2 separate regions of the Sus scrofa genome follow, and region 2 is linked to region 1. A link is a contact called in public HiChIP or PLAC-seq data. All regions are on one chromosome and are shown on one strand. Each heading gives the region's core, a stretch centred on a gene start, on an enhancer-like site or on the middle of the called end of the contact. The rest is flanking DNA. Distances are from core to core; before and after follow the strand shown.

What was found. HiChIP or PLAC-seq counts read pairs in DNA pulled down with a chosen protein or histone mark.
Region 2: a contact with region 1 is called in an H3K27ac HiChIP or PLAC-seq map of skeletal muscle. The contact joins two enhancer-like sites. A contact is called at or near these places in 1 of 47 Hi-C or Micro-C datasets (embryonic fibroblasts) and 1 of 2 datasets of contacts at active chromatin or transcription factors (skeletal muscle).

What each region holds. Positions count from the first base shown.
Region 1 is chr3:95,124,282-95,129,622 of Sscrofa11.1, reverse strand. SRBD1 (S1 RNA-binding domain-containing protein 1) reads right to left here. Exons shown (of 20, transcript XM_021087564.1): 19 at 14-198. Among named protein-coding and RNA genes, the nearest start is that of SRBD1, 220 kb to the right of the region's middle. Within about 2 kb of position 2,247, at least 4 of the 83 cell types and tissues checked have an H3K27ac peak or open chromatin away from gene starts, as enhancers often do. A contact at or near this core is called in skeletal muscle, where this site is marked.
Region 2 is chr3:95,254,014-95,259,354 of Sscrofa11.1, reverse strand. No RefSeq gene overlaps it. Among named protein-coding and RNA genes, the nearest start is that of SIX2, 200 kb to the left of the region's middle. Within about 2 kb of position 2,099, at least 7 of the 83 cell types and tissues checked have an H3K27ac peak or open chromatin away from gene starts, as enhancers often do. A contact at or near this core is called in skeletal muscle, where this site is marked.

The DNA.
Region 1 (5,341 bases), core at 998-3,497:
TTCAATTGTTTACCTGTTCGAAAGTCAAAGGTCTCAGGCTGGCTGAGACCATCTATAATGACCTGTAAGGTGTGTACTGTTGTTTGCAATCTTTCTGCAATTTTCTCTATTCCTTCTTTTTCAAGGAATGAATTTATTTTTTGTTGCATTTCAGGCTTTCCAATCTCATTCAGTGTTCCTCCAATAAATGACAAAAACCTGCAGAGGGGGGGAGAAAAACACTCACCAGTTATTATTTTCCATTTTCCTTATAAAGGTCACGCTAAAATGCATTCATCTCAGATCTATATATCAATCAATCAGCTGGTCTTTACTGAAAATCTACCATGTGTCCCAGGCTATATCGATGATCTGCCTTGGGGAAAGAAAGGGAGAGGATGATTTCAGGTTTTTGTGCTACTTTCCAATGAAGCACCAGCTCAGAATTAGCATCAGAAACGTTTCACAGTGCAGGGTTCATTAGCATTTAGCGTCATACGTATTTTCTAAATAAGAACATCTATATTTGCTTTATGTTTCTCAAAATTTCAGTTAGGAAAACTTCTTTGAATTAAATAAGCTATGAGGCAAACAACGAAGAGATGATATCAAAATGTGGCAAAATATCCTATAAGCATTGCCAGCTGTTGACAAATAAATTACTCTATTCATGTGCTCTTTACTTCTGTGTACCCATGGTGACAGTGTTACCTGTGTAAGCATACTATCAACCTAATAATTGTCAAATTCCATCAAGAGTCAAACCTCACATGGACTAAATAACATCAATACATTAAATATTCAGAGTCAACAGAAAAAATGAGGACTATCAAAAAAAAAGTAACTTTCAAAATGAAAGCACTGTTAAGCAAGACATCAATTACATAATCTTAAGATGAATATTACTTTACATATTATACAGTTGCAATATTTATAAAATGAAAATATCTGCCTTTCTCAATTTCCCTTTGCTATGTTTACCATTTCCCTTGCTTGTACAGCTGCCTCTCAATTACTTGACTTTGGAGTTCTGTAATAAGTTAATTAAGCAAAAAACAATAGAGGGTTAAGATGAATTTCCCTTCAATTTCATCTGAATATTGGGCTGTAGCTTACTGTCTTCCTATTCTTTGGCTGGGTATTTTCCTACATCACTGAGTTCCATTTCCTATGATTAATGGCTCTTTAAAAATGTCAACACAGTAATCAGACAGATAGTGATACTAATGCCCTCAAATCCTTCCCTCTAAGGATGTTTCTGGAATACAAGCAGGGAAAAGAAAACTGGTGGAGGCTTGTCCATGATCAGAATTGGGAGGCATCCCATTTGGCAGGTTGCTACATGATCATGAAAGGAATGCTTGTGATTTCCAGGCTTTTCTGCATTGTGGTGTTCAACTAGAAAAGGCCACGCCAGTGATAATCCAGTAGTGATAATCTGTTATCTGGTGGAGAAAGCTCTCTCATCTCTCATTTAACCATGGCAACCTCTTTGGGTTCACATGTGTAACCTCCTATGTTTCCAGAGTCATATTTTTAGTCAAAAAACCGATTCACCTAAATTCAACTTATGTTCTTCAGAATATGTTTTGGTTAATAGTCTAATGAAAGACCAAGGAGTTGGTGCTTGGGCCCTTCTTTTCAGAAATGAGCTTCCACTCCAGCTAATGGCCAGTGAGATGCACACTGTATGTCTGAGTGTCCATGGCTTCTCCAGCCCACTAGGGAAGCAGCGGTATCTACTAGTGCTGATGGATGGGCAGTAGCACATAGGGGCCTGGTGACAGGGAACAGCTGCTAAAGCTTGGACTGACAGCACAGATGACACATGACAACCTCTGCCCACAGCCAACTTGCCTGCACAACTTTCTCAATAATATGTGCCCTGCTGAGCAGACTTCCCTGATATCTACCTTCTTGGCTTGACCAGTCTGCAACTGGCTATTAAGCAGAACATCTTTCAAATCCCCAAGATTCTGGCTTAGAATCAACTGTTAAAATGCCAAAAAAGTATATTCATGAGCTGAAAATATATAACTTTGAATATCATTTCATAATTAATAATAAAAGTAAATAAAAGGCAGAAACTTTCCAAAGACTGTACAAGTCTTGGCCACAATAACAAAAACACTGGCTCAGGAGGCCACTTAGAGTCTTAAGATTGTGTGTGTGTATGTGTGTGTGTGTGTGTGTGTGTGTGTGACTAACTGCTACTTAAGTCACTTCCATATAAAGAATTCTGTTTATAGTGGTTGCAGATGTCAGAAGAATATTGGCCTGTTTAACCTGGGTGCATATTTCATATATCATTTTCACCCTCACACACACAAGCCTGAGGGCACTGGTAACCGAAATCAATAAGAAAGCACCAAATTGTGCTCCTAGCTAATGCTTCAATATTGATCAACCCTATTTTTAAATGACTATGGGACAAAGTCAGATGCTCTTTTATTTTGAAAACTTTCCTAAAGTTATAATGGTTGCAGGAAAAGGAAAACAGGAAACAAAAGGGGAGAGGGACTACAAAATGAACTTGGAATAGCATTCTGATTGACCCCTCTGTTACTGGGTTTCAAATATATGCAACTGTAAGTGACGGGGAATGGTGTTTTAGGCTCAGTAGCCACTCAACAAACATGTGTACTTTAAATACCCTTAGAATAATTTATTCTACATTATTCTAAATTTTCACTCTAGAATTGTGACAATATCCAATGCACGGTTTCATTTTAGAATTGAGTGTAATGAGTAATACTCAGTACAAAGTACTTTCTGGCTCAAAAGTACCACATAAAACACACTGTACTTTATGAAGCTTCGAACGAGAAGGTTAGTGAACATGTTCTGAAGCACATGTGCCAGGCACTGTGCCAATGCTTGATAGATGTTCTCATTTAATCCTGGCAATCATCTTAAAGGGTAGGTATCACAGCATACAGAGAGGGAAATATTGAGGTTCAGGGAGGCTAAATAACTTGCCCAAAGCCACACAGCTCTTTTTTTCTAACTGGAGTTTTATGTTATACATCTCAGTGTGTGCCTGTTTATAATTGCAGTTACATCAAAATTAAAGTGCTATATTTTGTTAAGATATAAAACACAATACTTTGGGTAATGTTTCACCAGCACATTTAATGGCAGATTAATTTTAAACATTAGACAGTTAACACTGCTAAATCCCACAGAGAAATTATTATATAAATGCATTTAGGTAGACAGTTCTCTCAAAAGTCAATGTGTTATTACAATCATAGTCTCATTTTCTCCACTGTCTCTGAACAGCTTTTTCAGTTTGCTGAGGACTGCTGTCTGAGCTGCTGTTTTTATTTAATATGTAATTTCATCCATCTTACTTAAAGTAAGAAAGTAGCATAAATGCAACAAATAAGCACATCATGTTCTTTTAGCACACATCTGCACAAAGTTAAAATGCAGACCTTGGAGCAGAGACTGCTTGTTTTTCAAACAGAATGCTATATAACCTAAAATTGCTGATATTTTCAACAGAAACTTGTTACAAATATAAGTCGTCCTCCCCCCAAAGGATAAGAAACGTCTTCGTAACATTTTTCCTGGAGAATAAGAAATTCTCAAGATTCATAAGACTTCGGATACAGCCATTCAGTTTTATGTAATCATTTCCAGCATGGGGAAAAAAATTTAGAAGCCCAGGACTCATTACATTAAAGCAACATGATACCCTACAGAGCACAGAAGAACCATGGTGATGCAACTCCATCACTTTAAAAACAACTTAATCTTAGCATGTGCTTTCTGAGCCAAACACACAGGATTTAAGACTCCACAAAGAACCGTGCTGTAAGGGCAAAGTACTTCTAGTTGTCTATCCACTCTGGACGCTTTTAAAAGAGACTTTCATACTTGTTTATTTTTATCCATTAGTTTAACTCAGCTTTAAAGTAATCACATCAATAAACCAATAAATGCAAGAGCACAGCCATTTTAGAAAAAGTAGTTACAGATAAAGCAGGTCATCATTTGTAATACAGGCAGACATTCAATGATTTTAAAAAGAGCTTATACTGCAACCTTAACTGTGATTATAGAGCAAGCAGCAGAACATAAATGAAAGTCCGGTAACAATTTGTTATACAAAAAGCCACAGGCTCTCTCTATATTTTTAACATTTACCACTCTTAATATGAAGGACTAAACATAAATTCCAAAGTGCAAAGGAGGAAAACCTGCTAACCCTTTACACTATCGAGTCGGAGCTGAATTCACCCAGGTGAGCCTGCAGCAGTGCACTGCAGTTTTACTTAAAGGACTGTGGTTTTGCCACATCTGCTGCTTCAGCACTCAAATCAAAGAGGTGGCAGTGTGACTTGCATTTTAATCGTCGTCAGAGAATCTTTCGAACTTCTAACCTCTTTATTAAAAAACTCAGAAAGTGAACTGGGCCAGAATCCTTAAAAAGTTTTTGTTTAAAAAAAAAAAAAAAAGAAGTTTTTGTTGGTGCAAAGTCCACAAATACTGGTGAAGTCAAGTAAGAGCGCATTTACAGACAGGCCCACAGAACACCTACTGTCCTGGAGAAGGCTAGTAGCTATCTAAAAAAGGTAATAATGAAATAGCTTTTCCGAACATATAAGCAGCTACGGAAAGTTACAGCAAGTAATTTTTCATGAGAATGGCTTTTTGAAAACTTACACACTGAAGATCAACTTTTAGAAAACTATAACCCTCACAGAAAGGGTAATTAGGCCCTTACAGACTCTGATCTCAGAATAGTTTTAAATGGTATGCAGCCTTAAGGGTGGTAGTGGAGGCACTTTTTGCATCATTTGGAGTGTCTTTGGAGCAACTTCCTGCATCTAAACACACCCTTGGATCTGTGAGCAGGAGAAAACAACTAGAAGAACCGAAAAGGAGATTCTGCCACAGATTAAGGAAAGCAGTTTCAAAAAAAGGCTTGGTTTATAAGCATCAGATTGTTACCTGCTTCTAACTTCTGAAGAGCTTAGTAAATGTTTCCTCCTTTTTCAAAGGTCTGTTACACATGCATAGAAACTGGATACTTGATGCAGATTGCATTAATTGTATGTAGGAGAACATATCCTTAGAAAGCTGTTTTATTTTATTTTAGCAATTTAATACACGAAATTAACTTTGGCAAAAAAAAAAGCCAATTAAAATGTGTTTATACAGACATCCTCTAAAAGTCTGAGATTTAGAATGATCTTCTCTTTAGAAACAGTTGAAGAAAACACTGTTATATAGTTACATAAAACAAAATACCTAAGATCAGTGAAATAATAACCAATGCCACAAAGAATAAGTAGCACTGTATTGTATGTAGGCTTTTCCTATTTCAGAACTACTTCCTAGATATGGTACATTG
Region 2 (5,341 bases), core at 850-3,349, 130 kb before region 1:
GATCTGCTTTGTAGCCTGAAATGAGATATGTGTCTCCCTATTAATATCCTCACACTGTCCGAATGCATTTTAAAAAGCTTACCGTGTTCGGCAACCTATGGGCCTGTTTTTGTTATTGTTGGTTGGAGTGTGCATATTTGACTTTAAAAGTTAGCACCAAATGCAGCTTTATCTGATCAGGGAAGCATGAAATAGAGAAGGAATGGGTAAATTTCCTTTGCAAAGCCGACACCCCTGGATGTATTTTTCATGCTGGAGATTTGCATCAACTTGAATGAACGGCAGTGGTGGTTCCCACCAGGTGAAGTGAGTGCCAATGAGGTCAGGGAGAGATCAGTGGGTACTGCAAAGATTACAACACAGACTGAGTCCACAGGGCCAAAGGAAAGGGATATAGGGCAATGACTATGGAAACGTGATCCCCTAATTCCCTCCTCTGTTGATGCAGGGCTCTTCAGTTTTCAAAGAGTCTTTATATTCCTTTATTTATTTGATTGCTATAGGTGATCAGGGCATAGGTCATTATCACCAGCGACAGGAAGCTGAGGTGTGGCAAATGGCCGAGGCTAAATGGAAAGGCAGGACCAGAATCCAGGTCTTCCAACCCCTAGTCCAGGTCTCTTTCCTCTGTACCATGCTGCTGCAACCACTGGGAATCAAACTTGAACCTTTTGAAGGCAGAGACTAACCTACTCATCAATACATGCCTCAGGACCTGGCATATACAGTCAAGAAATATTTGTTGAATTTCTTGAATTCTCATTTGACTAATGAGAGACAGGCCTTTATGAACTCATTTCAGTAGGGACAAAACAAGTCAAAGTGGTCTCAGTACCTGCAAGGTCCTACATGATGGTCCCTGTTATCTTTCTGGCCTCATTTCCTTCTAGTTCCACCACTGGTCATTTCACTCTAGCCACTCTGGCCTTCCTACCGGTCTTTATACATGCCAGACATATAGTCCTGCCACAGGGCCTTTGCAAGGGCTGTTCCCTCGGTCTAGAACACCCTTCCCCAGATACACTCATGGCGAACGTCCTCCCCTCCCTCAAGTCTATGCTTAAATATCACCTTCCCTATAAGGCTCTCTGCAAACACCCTATTTGAATATGTAACTCACCCCTGCTCCAGTATTTCCAATCTCTCTTATCTTGCTCTGTTTTAGTCATTGGCATTTTTGGTCTTCTCTCACATTGTACACATTTCTTCTTGTTTATGATTATTATTTATCATCTACTTTTACCTACTAGAATATAAACTCCAGGGGGGCAAGGATTTTTAATTTACTGATATATACCCCAAGGGCACAGAACAGTGTCTGGCACAAAGTAGACTCAATAAATATTACTGAATGAATGGGTCTGCAGTTACAAATACACTTTTATTTCATAGAGAGGATTTTTGCTGGTCCTTCCAAGTGTAGATAAACATAACATAATTGACTTTTTTGGTACTGTAGGGTGGTAGGGGAGCAGGACAGATTTGTCCCATTACTTTTGTTGGAGACAGAGGGAACAGCTGTAGCCTGAAACACTGATCTAGAATCTTCCACTGGGCACGGGCTTTTTGACTCTAGATGGGGTTCTTACAAAGAGAGATAGAAGGGCAGATGGGAAAAAAACAAAAAAAACCAGGAAAAGCATTTGCTCACATCTCAGAATCAGTAAGGAATAGCACTGAGAGGGCTATAGAGAGCAATTCTAGATATTGAGGAAAGGAAAGGATGTGGCACCAGATCCACCAATGAGGCAGCACAGGAGCCAGGACAGGGGTTCAAAGCAACGGGCAGGCATTGAGTTCAATGGATGCGCAGGCCAGCACTGAGCAGTGGGGCAGCGGCTTAGTGGGGAGGGAGTGTCCCAGCTGTGGAATCTCAGCAAGCATACCAAGCCTGGGTACAGGCGAGCTGGAGAGCTGGCATTAAGCACCCAGACATCCGCATGGAGCCAGCTGGAGCCTTTCCGTTGGGACACTGCTGGGTCCTAGGCTGGCCACCTGGGCAAAACCCAGCAGAGCGAGGAGCTGGAGCTCAGGAAGGAGGCTCGTGCTTGCTGTGCTCAGGCAGGACAGGCAGCTGCTAGTCTGGAGACCTCAGTGTTTCTTACCGCATGCCAGGCCTGGGAACTGGGCTGAAGCAGTGCCAAAGGAGGAGAGCCAGGGAGGGAGTGAGGAGCAGCCCCGGTTGTGAACGAGGGAGGGATGCAGGGCAGGGCGGCCAGGCAGGGCTGGCCCAGGTGTGAAAGGCTTCTTCTCAAGAGGAACGGCTCTTTATTTGCCAAGGCATTGTGCAGAGAGAACACAGGGGACTTGGCATCAGGGTCAATGCCAATGTCACCATTTTTAGAGCTGGGCAAGTGGTTACTGTGTCAGAGCTTCAATTTCCTCACTCTCTTTCCTCACAAGAGTGCTGAAATATCTGAAGGAGGGAGCGCACTCAGACGGCCCGCATACCTCACAGGCACACCGAGGGGCTCTCCACCCAGCCCCTCTCCGGATCAGCTGTCTCTGACTTTTCCACCGCAGCTCTAACCCATGCAGGTTGGAAGAGCAGAGCCTGCAGCCAGCCCTTCCTCCCATTTCCCATTCCCTACCCCATCCTGTGCCCAACCAAGAGCTGGTTTATTTGAACTAAGAATTTAAATGTAAATATGCAACATCCCTCTCCTCTCCCTCCACTCAGTGGGAGAGAGCGTGTGTCCACCCCTGGCAGCTGCAGCAAGAGTGCCCTGTGTGCAGAGATCCTATCTACGCCGAAAAGAGCAGAAATATTAGACGCGGCTAAATAAGAAAACACAGATTATGGCTGGAGACCCCTAAGGCCTACTTTGTCTGTGCAATAGTTTGTTTTACTTTTCACAGAATTTATTTTGGCTGCAGGCAGATTGATGGTGATTATATCTGAAATCCCTCCCACATATCTGTCACATAAACACTTCGTTTAATTCAGGTTTGTAAAAGCTACAGGCCAACAGGGAGCCGGGTTTTCCAATTAATTAGCAGACGCTAATGCTGGGCATCTTGTCACATGGTCCAGCGGCTCAGAAGCTGAGGGTCCAAGAGGGGATAGCAGGAGGCCCTGGCCTCTTTCTCAGGAGTTTGATCCCTTGGCCAATATAGGAAAACCAAGGAAAAGTTGGAGAGGGGGAAGAAGGCCGCTCGCTGTCTAACCTGGCTGAGGAGGAGGATTCCAGGCTACAGAGTGGGCCAAAGTCACCTATCCAGGCTCAGGAGGAGGAGGGGGGATTCACAGGCGTTTTGAAGTGGGTACAAAATAAACCCCATGCTTCTTCGGACTGTCTGTTGATAGCATCACTGGATCCAACACCTTCTGAGAAGGGAAAGGGCCTCAGGGGCCAGTGGCTGGGGAGGGAGGCCCCTGCTCAGACAGCAGAGGAGGGACACAGAGCCTGGAGCCTTGGCAGCAATGGCTCTGATTCCCCCAGACCTCCAGACCGCCTGCTCCCCGGTGGCTGTTGCGGCCCTGCCAGCGCCGGGCAGGATTTCCTTCTGTCTGATGGGAGCGTGCCCCTAACAGGCTGCATATGCCCGCCAGCTGTTGCTCTCCTTCTGCCCCCGCAGCTGAGACAAGAAAAGCATTATTTCCTCCTGGCCTTCTAATCTCCAGGCCTCCCTAACTTCACAGGCCTGCTCCAGGCATCGTTAACTCGGCACTGCTTCTCAGGGTGAGCCCCCCTTTGCTCAGAAAAGCCTCTTTTTATTCTCTCCGTCCCATTTGCCTTTTCCGTTGACATGGGCTTCCTCCACTAAGGGGCTGGGAGTGTGCCGAACATCAAGGAGGATATTTGGTTTTCAGTGGCTTTATCTGCATCCCTACTAATTTGGAAGAGGCTGTTCTGTCTGGGCGAACAGTCCCAAGCTGGGAGAATTCTTGGTAGCTCAGGAACAAACATTTTTTTGAGCATGTTGGTCTCTGGTCTTTATACTGATCATCTCATTTAACACAAAAAACCAGCCAGAGCTATTCTGAACCCCATTCACAGGTGAGGAGTCTGGATGGAGAGGGGAAAAGATGCATAGGAGGTAACCCAGTCAAGCAGAGGCCGAGCTAGCCCTGAATCTGTGTCTGCCTGAGCCCCATGTGCTGAAATAATCCAGGGCTTTCCAGAAAGGACACTGGGACTGGAAGCAAGACCTTCCCACACCTGCCTTTGCTGTGCCACCAACAAGGATGACCTGGGTCAAGTCCCCAGCCCTCCCTGGGCTTTGTTGCGTTCTGTGTACAAGAGGGGTGGGTAGCACCTCCCAGGTCCTGCCTTCTAGAGCCTCCTGCCTTGATTCCACCTTCAAATAACTGCAAGAACTGGGCCATCCCCTACTCTCAACCTGCAGAAGGATGGGAGGCCAAAACCCAGCTCCAGCCATATCCAGTTACTAACCAAACACTTGTCTTTCTGACTGAAACTGGACATGCCGTCGCTTGGGGCTCTTGAATTTTTAACCCTTTCACAGCAGCTGTTTTCCACCCCCTGAAGTGCCTAAAACATAAGGCTCAGATGGTCAGACATGGGTCAGACATTACTCAGCACAGACTTCACCTGGGGAGAAAGACCTATGGGAGGCCAAGCAGGACACACCACTTCTGATTTAACCAGTCCTAATTTTTCACTCTGTCTCTTTTTGTAAATGTTACTTTGGAAGTGTGATTTCTATTTCACCCTCCTTCTTAAAACAAAGGGCGCCATTGTTTAGAGGGCTGGAAAGGAGAGGCCGGTTCAGAGGAGAGAGGGAGGGGACAGGAGCTGGGGTCGGGTCACGTCTTGGTACAGACACGCTGTTCCCCAAGGTGGAGCTGGGCCAGCAGGCTCCTGGGAGATGCCCATCCAATTAGGGCGCCCCAAGTCTGCAAGGAACTTCCCATCCAACTACTTCAAAGGGTCTTTTAACTCCTTATTCCTCAGAGTTCTCCCCTTGGGACAAGACTAGGGTTTTAGAGTCTTTTCTCCTGCACTGAACTTGATGGGATTCCAAAATCTGTAATGCTTCACCCCCAGTGCCCCAAACAAACAAACAACTGGAACAGGACAAAAAGCAACCTCAGGGGACAGTATTGTAGAAACCATGAGGATCCAAATTCTAAAACTCTTGAGTTCACCCCAGCATTAAGGATGTGATAGTCACAGCCAGGAAACAAACGCTGAGCCTGAGTGCTGGCCTCTGGGCTCAGAGGCCTAATTGTCAGACCGTGTTTCCAGATGTAAGGTTCCTGCCTTTGGCACGAACATTTTCTATAACAAACCCACTTTGGGGTCATTCATCAGTGCATAAATACACACCTGGGAGGTAGGGGACAAGCCCCTATTTTTCTGGCTTTATAAATACG